Linked DNA regions of Mus musculus: region 2 is linked to region 1. Evidence: chromatin contacts called from public HiChIP or PLAC-seq data. All regions are on one chromosome and are shown on one strand. The core of a region is the stretch at or near the end of the contact, and the rest is flanking DNA. Distances in the headings are between cores, read along the strand shown.

Region 1 (5,503 bases), core at 1,677-4,176:
TATGACCAACCTGAGATGAACCTGAGAGCTTCCCTGGGATTTTTCAAACTGGAATTGAGGAGGAAGCTCTCCTTTTCCTTTTGAATGGGAAGACCGGAAGGCTAGGCTTCCACTGTGTGATCCGTGCACAAAGCTGACCTGAGAAAACACAGCTTCTGCGCTGAGAGAGGCAGACACAAGAGACTAGCAGCCCTGGGGTGTTCTACTTCCCAGAAGGAGCAGCAGCAAAGACTGCTCCACCCGGGCCCTTCCCAGAAGGAAGTTTACTACTTTGTATCAACAGGTTAAGTTTACAGGATCGCTTATCCTGAGATTCAAATTTGAGATTAACCCAATCACCGGACCCTTTATCAAGCTTGGGAGTAAAGGAGATGGAACAGTGTGTCCTTAAAACTTGTTTTCCTAAAATGTTTTCTTAAAATGTCAATGACAATGAAGTTGAGCTTAAGTTCAAGGTGTTGGCTAGCACACCGTGTTGGGCACACCGCTGCAGGCTTGTGTGCCATCTCTGCGTCTGAGAGACGCTAAAAAGGAGCCGACACGGGCTGACGCTGCATGAAGCCATGTATATGATTTTCCCGGTTAATAACAGGGCTCTTCGCTGGTGCGTCAGCAGCAGGTGGAAATGAACGGTCTTCCTCAGTCTACTCCAGGGACTTACATGTGGAAGAACTGAGTTGTCCTGAGTTTTCTGGGATAGAGAAGACATGGTTTGCCTTTAGGGAGGAGAAGGAGATTGGAACTAGGATGTTCTGTGTCACTGAGTAGGAGTGTGACCTTTGAGCCATGCACAGCACCCTCCCAGCCTAGGCGCAACTGTGAACCAACATCTTACAACTTCCCCTTAGCAGGCCCTGGCATGATCTACTATCTTAAAACTTCTTGAGGACATTTTTAAATTTATTTATTTTTATTATATATAAGTACACTGTAGCTGTCTTCAGACACTCCAGAAGAGGGAGTCAGACCTCATTACGGATGGTTGTGAGCCACCATCACAACCATCACAAGCTGGGATTTGAACTCTGGACCTTCGGAAGAGCAGTCGGGTGCTCTTACCCACTGAGCCATCTCACCAGCCCCCTGAGGGCATTTCTTAAAGGCCGTTTGGCTATTGGACCAGATTCAGAGATCTTGCAAAGCCACCCACTTCCAGAAGCCAGGAGCCCCTCTGGTGGTCAAACCTAAGAGGAAAACTTGAAGGCATGAAATTGACACCATCTCCACACACATTCAGATCCCCCTTAGATGTGTTCTGCAGCTGGGGTTTCAGGGCTTGGAAGCCCCGGTTTTCAGTCGTCAGGGCCTTTGGGGAGTTCCTTCTCCCTCCCACGGCTTTCCTTATGCCCAGCTCCGAGCTCCAGCTTCCACCCTGCCTCCCGGGTACAGCTGTTAGAATGACTTTGAAACCATCTCTTCTTCATAGTCACCACAACATTCAGCGTGACGACGTCTAAATATAATAGGGGCCCAGGAAACGCTGAGCGCTGTGTAGAGATTCTCAAACTGAAGTCCACAAACACCTTGGCAGATGGATGTATAAGAATCGTGCACATGTATTTCTGGAGATGTGGTTTTTATTCATCTTAGATGTAGAAAAGTAGGGAACCTATCCTCTGCTCCCCAAATAGTCACCCACACAGGCATGAGAAATGGCACAATACCCACCCCCAACACACACACACACACAAAATGAGCCAGCTTTGCCATCCTCTGTTTGGATTAGAACTTGTGACAGAGCTGTTAACTTGATACATTCTAAAATCACCTGGGATGAAAGTCAGGATTAACGAGGTTTGGCAACATTGGGTTGCTCTGAGACATGTATGTCTCTGGGAGTCTCTCTTCCATTTTTCGAGTTTTATTATTTATTTTTATTTCATGAGTGTGGGTGTCCTGTCTGGATGTATGTTACGTATATGTGCCGCATGCATGTAGTGATCACAGCAGTCCAAAGACGATGCAAGATCCCCTGGATCTGGAGTTAAGGCTGTTGCGAGCCGCTGTGTGAGTGGTGGGAACTGAACCTGAGTCTCTGCCAAGGGCAGCAATCACTCTTCACCGCTGAGCCATCTCTCCATCCCTGGAGGGGACTGTCTTCATTAAATTAATTGAGGTGGGAGGCCCAGCCCACTGTGGACAGGACCACGCCTTGGATTTGGGTCCTGTATTGTATAAGAGTAGAGAGAAAGTGGGCATGTGTGCATTTTTTTATCCTTTATCTGTTCTTGGACATGTTGTGACCAGCTGCCTCAAATTCTTGCCTTGATTTCCTGGAAATAGCAGACTATAAACTGGCATTGTAAGTCAAATGAAACCTTTCTCTCCTAAGCCAGAGTGTTTTATCTCAACAGCAGACAGGAAACCAAGGCAGACTTTTCTTATTTTAATCCAAATAATCGCCTTGGTCTCTTAGTCTGCAAGCAACCTGGGATTCCAAACTGGGAGGAAGCGAGGCAAAATGAGGTAATTCTCAGCTCGCACCGCCTTGGCTCTGCTCAGATCCAGGCCGCTTCTGTAAAGACCAGGAGGACACAGAGATGAGAGTCCACACAGGATGAATTCAACTGAGCACACACACCCCGATCCTAACACAGCCACCTGGGCCTGGGAAAGACCAGAGCCCAGCTGGAGCCTTGGGGCACAGGAAGCGGTCCATCAGCTTCGCAGCTTCTTCTGCACAGAAAGCTCTTTGGAGAGGGTGAATGGAGGCTTTATGCAGTAAGTTCTCATCCACAAGCTAATAAATATGTGGAATGGCCTCTCGGACCAGGTTCCTGCAGCCTGGACACTGAGGTCATTCAAGAAACAATTAGATGCCATCTGGAGAGAACTGGGAAATTGCCTCAGAGGGCCAAACAGTATGTTCTCATTCCCAGGGTCTGACACATCCTTATCTCATTTCCAGAGAGAAAGGCATGGAGGCTGGCCAGCTCATCCACACACGGAGTGAGCAAGCGTGCACTTGGGCAGCTGATAAAAATGGATGGGTCAGGAGAGTGTGCCTTTCCAGCCTGCCCCACGTAAATCCATCCCCCTAAATGAATTTATCCCTTGCCTGCACGGAACTCCAAGCATAGCATCTTTGTAAATTGGGCCTTGGCCTCGTCTAAAGTTGGGTTTGCACAGCTTTAATATAAAGTAATTACAGATTAGCAACGGCTTCTGGCCCAGCCCTTTGCAGTATATAGTGATTAATGATTTAGTTATGTTCCGCTGTTAGGAGCTATACAGGGTTCACAGCTCACCCTGTGGTAAGGAACAGGCCCCTGTCTGAGAGCTGTTATTTCCATAATATATTCTCATTTTAAATAAAAAGTTAATATCTCTCTATATTAATAATCAGTTTTTAAATATAAACGCAATTGTTAGTTAAGGCTGAGATGGGGTGTGGGGCAACTTAGATAAATAGCAAAGAGCTATTTACGTTTTAGTATTTCTACAGTTCTTAAGTGCCGGGCCAACCCCAAGTCCAAGGTCCAGGAGACTAAAGCTTCTTTTCATAATACTACTGAGACTTTCGTCGCCTGTTACGCTGTGTCAACAAGTCACTCCGATGGGGGAAACCTATGCTGGGTGAAACAGGTTCCTTAAGAGGAAGCAAGGCAGAGGGGCCAGCTATACTGATCCTGTCTCCACTCCTGACCGTCCCGAGCACACAGTATGTAAGAAAAGATGTAGACAACACTGTGAGGAGTACTTACTCTCTATATTGAGTCAAGGCTCACAGAATACGGGCACGGCGACTGCCTGGAACCAATGGTCTGCATCACCCACTGAAGAGCTGCTCTCTCTCGTGGAACGGCATTCTTTAGTTAACAAAGACTAACAACCTGTGGTTATTCCCACTTGAGGACTTAGTTGGCAGACGTTTTTGGGGATGGGGTAGGGATGAACAGAGTGGTTTCTTCAAAGAAAACAACCAATAGTGTCTGTTACCAAAGCAAAGATTTGAGCTGTCGGTCGAACACTAGGATTTTTGAAGGACTTGTATTCACCACCAAGAAGTTCATAGCTTATCTACACGTTCATGACTTTTCTGGGAAGATTAGTGATGACTATTGGCTAACTCATTTTGATTGGATACAAAGAGACATGTGAACATTTGAGAGATCCACCTAACTCCTTGAACCAACATTCTTCAAATATCCTACACACGACAGCACTACTCAAACTGCAAGACAGACAGATGGACCTTAAAGACCGGAGAAGAAAGGATGCCGGGTGAGGTTTCAGAGTCTAACCTCTCAGGTGAGGCACCCTCCAAGGTCTAGATTAGCATGCAGGATAGCAGTAATTATCTTACACAGTTGCTTACTAAAGTACTTCTGCCCTTTTAAACCACATACCAGTGGAAGCTGGGTCTCTTAGGCATCTAACCAAAACGATCCAGTAAACTGACCGCCAAAAGCACACCCAAGAGAAGTTGTGCTCTCTTCGGCCAGACAGTAAAGAGACTTGCAAAACGGTAAAGCAATGTGTCCTTACCCCTGGATGGGTTTGTCTTGGAAAAATGACCATCTTTTCATAAAAATATGCACTTCATATTTATGCACCGTTCATTTTAAATGAACACACTAAGGAAACATAAAATGTCAAAAAATAGAATAAAGAACATGTTTAAAATCCTCCCATTGTTGGCTGGGGGTTACCACAGAGGTCAACCACAGAACCCATGTAAAAGCTGGCTGTACACAGCAGCCTGCCTATAATCCAAGAGGCTGGGGGTCCCTGGGGTAAATTGGCCAGCCAGACTAGCCAAACCGGTTCACCAAGAGATCCTGCTTCCATATGTAACGTGGGGGGAAATCTAGGAAGACATTCAATATGTACCTTGAGCCTCTACAAGTGCATATACATATAACACATACACACATACACACACATACACACACATACATACACACACACACATACACACATACATACACACACACATACACACACATACATACACACCACATATCACCAGAGACATATGAACCCCACACATGTGGACATGCATGTACCACACACACACACAAACACATAGAACACATATCACCAGAGACATATGAACCACATATATGTGGACATGCGTGTACCACACACACACATGCAAGTAATTTCTTCATTTTAATCTCCAACACAATGATTATTAATAGTTATAGCTCATATAACTAAAGGATTTTTTAAAAAGGAGTCTCAGCCGGGCGTGGTGGCGCACGCCTTTAATCCCAGCACTCGGGAGGCAGAGGCAGGCGGATTTCTGAGTTCGAGGCCAGCCTGGTCTACAAAGTGAGTTCCAGGACAGTCAGGGCTACACAGAGAAACCCTGTCTCAAAAACACCAAAAAAAAAAAAAAAAAAAAAAAAAAAAAAAAAAAGGACTCTCAATTTTTAACAATGTAAAAAGGTCTTGACACTAGAAGTTTAGGAATTTTTCTCTAATATATTTATAGTTTGTTTGAGATAATTTGGATCAACCCACAAATTTTTAGTGTATCCATGCAGTGAACTATGGT
Region 2 (5,503 bases), core at 1,819-4,318, 870 kb before region 1:
AGGAACTCGCACAATATGTACTCACTGATAAGTGGATATTAGCCCAGAAACTTAGGATACCCAAGATATAAGATACAATTTGCTAAACGCATGAAATTCAAGAAGAACGAAGATCAAAGTGTGGACACTTTGCCCCTTCTTAGAAATGGGAACAAAACACCCATGGAAGGAGTTACAGAGACAAAATTTGGAGCTGTGACGAAAGGATGGACCATCTAGTGACTGCCATATGCAGGGATCCATCCCATAATCAGCTTCCAAACCCTGACACCATTGCATACACTAGCAAGATTTTGCTGAAAGGACCCAGATATAGCTGTCTCTTGTGAAACTATGCCAGGGCCTAGCAAACACAGAAGTGGATGATCACAGTCAGCTATTGGATGGATCACAGGGCCCCCAATGGAGGAGCTAGAGAAATTACCCAAGGAGCTAAAGGGAACTGCAACCCTATAGGTGGAACAACAATATGAACTAACCAGTACCCCGGAGCTCTTGACTCTAGCTGCATATGTATCAAAAGATGGCCTAGTCAGCCATCACTGCAAAGAGAGGCCCATTGGACTTGCAAACTTTATATGCCCCAGTACAGGGGAACCCCAGGGCCAAAAAGGGGGAGTGGGTGGGTAGGGGATTGGGGGGGTGGGTATGGGGGACTTTTGGGATAGCATTGAAAATGTAAACGAGGAAAATACCTGAAAAGAAAAGAAGACAAAGCTAAAAAACTGTCAAATAATAATCAAGGAATGAGGTGTGTGTGTGTGTGTGTGTGTGTGTGTATGTGTGTGGGGGGTGTATGCATGTGTACATGTGTGTGTGGTATGTATATGTGTACATTGGGCCACATGTGTGTATGTGTGGTGTATGTGCATGTATGTGTGGTATGTGTGTGTGGGGGGGTATATGCATGTGTGCATGTGGTGGTGGTGGTGGTGTGTGTATGAGAGTCCCAAGTGCAAGTAAAAAAAGGGACTGGAAGTGTCCACAAAGAAACATCTCAGAAGGAACCCTCAGCCCCACTGCAGACGCTGGAGGACAGGCTGACAAGGGCTGACTTTCCCCTGTCTTGCTTCTTTCCTCATTGTGCTTTTGATCAAATGGGTAAAGTTTAAAAGGTTCTTATAACCTGTGGCAAAAGCAGGGAGCACACATCTCCATCTGGGACCTGGGCAATGCTCTCAGAAGTCAGATTCCCCATGGACTAGATATGCACCTGTGTAACTACACACACGTACACACACGTATGTCCTGAGCTGCGTGACTTCACACGAGCAGCTGCATGCCGTGCTGCTCTAAGCTACATCTTGCAGAGACCATGCTGTGCTGCTCCTGGGCTTTCTCTGTCTCCATTATTAAAGTCTCGCTTGTCAAGAGCCGACATAACTTCTTCCTCCTCTGTGAAAGCTCCTGAGGCCGCCAGCTAGAAGTAATTTCAGTTTCCAAATCCCTGTACAGCACTTTTCCTGGACTCTGAGTGTGCAGTGCCGTCGGACGGTAATGGAAGGGAAAGCCCTAGAGTTATCCCCCTGCCCCGAGCCCTGGGCCACTCCAGAGTCTGCTGCAATGGAGAAACGGGAGTTTTGTTGAAGATGATTTACACGCTGGTAAAACATGCTGGACTTTGGGATGGCGAATCACAGCCTGTAATGGTTAGTCCTGGTTGTTACCTTGAGTGGCCTGGGGATCAACCCAGGGACAGATTTTTCAGGCATGTCTGTGACAGAGTCTCTAGATTAGCTCAAAGGCTCATCCTGAATGTGGGGAGTAATATTCCTTGGGAAGAGTGGGGGTGTCCTAGACTGGATAAAAAAAAAAAAGACAAAGCTTGGCTGGAGAGATGGCTCAGTGGTTAGAGCATGTAGCAGTCTTGCAGAGGACCTGAGTTCAGTTCCCAGCACCCACGTCAAGCACAATTTCCTGTAAGTCCAGCTACAGGGAAATCTGAAGTTCTTTTCTATAGAAGCCTTTGGGAACATGTGCACATACTCATAATTAAAAACAATTCCTGAGGGAGGGGGAGAGGGAGAGGAGGGAAGGGGGGAGGGGGAGGGGGAGAGGCTCCAGAGTGCTGTATAGCGGTATTCATTCTTGCTACTTCTAGACTGCAGATGCGATGTAACCAACTTCCCTCCTCTGCCATGGAGTTGTATATCCTTAAGCTGCGAGCCAAAATAAAGGCCTTCTCTCTGCTGCTTTTGGAATAGAAGTCCAAAGCAAGCCATGATGGTGCAACTCAGGTTTAAAATCAGCCTGGCTAGAAATACTGACGTGTGCAATAAACAAATGCTACAAGGCACGAGTTTATCTGACCAACAGTTCACCAGGACATCATTCGTTCACCTTTGTCTCCCAGCAACCTCTCATCACACAAGGAAAAACGTCTGATAAATCATGAGTGACTGATTCTCTTTTCATAGTTAAAATGGAATCGAATAAAGCAACACACACACACACACACACACACACACACACACACACACACACACGCATGCACATACACACACTCCTCCAGACTGACACCGCTCACTCTCACTGGATTTGGGCACATTCTGGATGGGAGGAGCAGGCTGGGATCCACAGAGATCACTGAAGATCTAAATTAACCTTTTTACAAAGCATCTAATCAGAACATCTCACATCCGTTATCACTCATCTCCACAGACTCGAGGCTTTTTATTTTGAGGAACAAACACAAAACTGTCAAAAAAACAAAAAAAAAAAAAAAAAACTTTCCTTCAATGTTATAACTGCCCTAAAATTTCCTCAACCCTGTAACATATAAATTATACCACATGAAGAGACTCTGCCTTACCACATTAGTTCTGTATAATTTTGAGAGTCACATGACTAATTTTGTTTAATTTTTTAGGGTATATAAAGGATTCTACATGGGGACAGGAAGGGCTCTCTGTCTGTGGGGACGGGAAGGGCTCTGTAATTCATGAAGATGTCGGGGATTCACGGGCCTTACTTACTCTCCTGCTTCTCAGCCGCCCTCTCTCACTGCAGCCAGCCTGTGTGATGGCGTAAATCTGGCTGGGTGATACTGCAAACGTTAGATAAGCCACAAAATTCCAAACTCATGAATCTTTAACCTTTCTAAACAGTTGCTTTCTTTCGTACTGACTGTGTACTTTTATGAGCGTATGAAGGCCAGCAGACAGCGCAGGATGTCACCCTCAGGACTTTATCCACATCCTTTGAGGCAAAGCCTCTCTTCGGCCATAATCTCGACAATTATGCTAGATTGGCTGCCAGTCAAGGGGTGTGGCATTCTTACTAACTGAGCTCAGGCTCTCGCACTTGAAATGAAAGAAAGGAAAGGGAAATGAAGGCAAGTGCTTACCAGCTGAGCCATCCTGCCAGCCCCATCTCTAATATTCTAATTTATCAACATTGAAAACAGACAAAAAGTCAAAATAACCCAATACTTTGATATGAATAACCAGTGAGTGATTTTAAAGATTTTCCTCCTCGTTCCAAAAGAGTCAGGAAATCTAGAAACTTTACAAGGCCAGATACAATTCAAACAGGAGGGAAAGGACCTTCTCTTTTTCGAAGACTCAGAACATTTTAGAACACCAAGCACACGCAGACTGTTGTCTGACATGTTAAAAATAAAATATTGCTTGCTTTAGTACAAAAGGAGAAATCGAATTGACAGGGCACAGAGACCAAGACAAATTTCAGACAGAAAGCCACCAGGGATCTTTTTAAAAATGAAGCCACTTAGCTAGAAATGGTATAGTTCTGAGAGATCTGAACAGAGTTGAGAGCAACTAGCTGTAGCCTTCAACTTGTCTCTCTAGTCTTCTGCCAAAGTCGCACATAGGAGCTTCAGGGGGTTTGGTTATAGAGAGAACGTGGAATGTGCGCTTTCAGATCTCAGACCACCATGCTGCAAACTTCACACCACTGCCCTGGTAACCAGGGCTTGGGGAGTGTCTGTTGGTGAAGGCAGGCTAGGCTTAGTGAGGGACTATAAAAGGAGAGTCCGCTTTCAGAAACTGGTGTGGTGGCTCAGTTTCTTACAAACTAAATGCAAAACTCAGATTTGAACTTAAAGCAGCCCATGGGAGAGTCCCACGAAGAAGCACATACTATCTAACAGGAAAATCCATCCTTCTCGAGTCACTCTGAAAACATGAGACACAGCAGTTCTGAGGCATGGGGGCCTCTGCTCACCACCTGCAGCTGGTCCCAGCTCGCTTTTCACCTCAGGCCAGTCTGAAGTCACCTCAGTGTTTTTCAAACATCCTCCCCGTGTTACAAACCATCTCAACAATATTATGAGTTCATCTTAACAGACACAAACAAAACCACTCCGGGGTGGTCCAGAGCCCACATGTCCAAGTTTCTCATAGACAAAGCATCAATTCTGGTGGAAAGACTACAGAGGGGTAGGCATTCAGAGGCCAAGAAGCGCCATGGGTAAAGAATGCCTCCTTACCTAAACACCCCTGTCCAGACCAGATGTTGCTCCCCATGGCTCAGCACCATGGGGAGAAGGTGTGGGGTGCACAGCAGGTCCTGGCCTCCCCATCCTCTCTTCAGGGCCTACTCCCCTGTCTCTATGCTAGGTGTTAGCTCCAGCCCCAAACAGCTAGCTTGTACACAGAGACAACAAAAACCTAGCCATGATATCAGTTTTAGTAGGAGAGACCATAGAGAAAAATGAAAGGATGCTATTAGCTACTTCCTGTAATTTTTCAAACCTCTCTTTTATTTATATTTTTTAAAAAAATGTGCAACCCCTCACTCACCTTTCGAAGCAAATCTGTTTTCTTTTTTTCTGTCAAATGTAATGTCAGCTATGCACGCATACAATTAGATTTTTACGGTTAAAATTGCTATCAGTTTTATTTCCCCTTTCCATCCTGAAGCAGGCTACAGGCCAGCCAGCTTTTTAAAAGCAGCTCAGCAGTGAAGGGACCACAGCAGGGTGTGGCCGCCTGCTCAGCTACAGGTGAATGGGGAACCTCTGAAATGACAGAGACAGGGGCTTCCTTCACACTGCTAAGCCAGGACACACAAGCAGCAGTGTGGAGCTTGGTCGCATCACAAGAGCAGAGGGGAATTTGGCTAAAAAGATTCCATTCTCTCCTATGACAACTGCTCAGTTTTCTGGGACCCTTGGACTCCACCACTATCAGCAACTGCCAGCTTTTGTGGAACAGGCTTCCAAACTTCTCCCCTACACACACACACACACACACACACACACACACACACACACACACATACACACAGTTGGGATTCTCCTGTAATTTATAAAGTATCTTTGAGATGTTTCATTTATCTACCATTGTTTTTTTTTTCTTTCTCCTATTTTCTTTTCTTTCTATAAACATCCACTCTGACATTTTAAATACCCCCAAAGAATGGTGTAGTTTGATTTATAACTGACTATAATGTTCTCATTAGCAAACGATATTAATCAGCCAGTCTGCTCAGCTCAGTGACACGGTGTAATTCACAGGAGGCCAGCAGCAAGCATCCTTAC

What was found. HiChIP or PLAC-seq counts read pairs in DNA pulled down with a chosen protein or histone mark.
Region 2: a FOXA1 HiChIP or PLAC-seq map of pancreatic cancer cells shows a contact between it and region 1. The contact joins two enhancer-like sites. A contact is called at or near these places in 1 of 39 promoter capture datasets (pre-B cells), 1 of 484 Hi-C or Micro-C datasets (the G1E-ER4 cell line) and 1 of 115 datasets of contacts at active chromatin or transcription factors (pancreatic cancer cells).

Annotation. Positions count from the first base shown.
Region 1 is chr3:122,468,559-122,474,061 of GRCm38.p6, reverse strand. The region is part of intron 3 of Bcar3 (breast cancer anti-estrogen resistance 3); the gene reads right to left. Among named protein-coding and RNA genes, the nearest start is that of Gm34349, 8.9 kb to the left of the region's middle. Within about 2 kb of position 2,926, at least 60 of the 459 cell types and tissues checked have an H3K27ac peak or open chromatin away from gene starts, as enhancers often do. A contact at or near this core is called in pancreatic cancer cells, where this site is marked.
Region 2 is chr3:123,336,611-123,342,113 of GRCm38.p6, reverse strand. The region is part of intron 11 of Sec24d (Sec24 related gene family, member D (S. cerevisiae)); the gene reads right to left. Among named protein-coding and RNA genes, the nearest start is that of Mettl14, 47 kb to the left of the region's middle. Within about 2 kb of position 3,068, at least 31 of the 459 cell types and tissues checked have an H3K27ac peak or open chromatin away from gene starts, as enhancers often do. A contact at or near this core is called in pancreatic cancer cells, where this site is marked.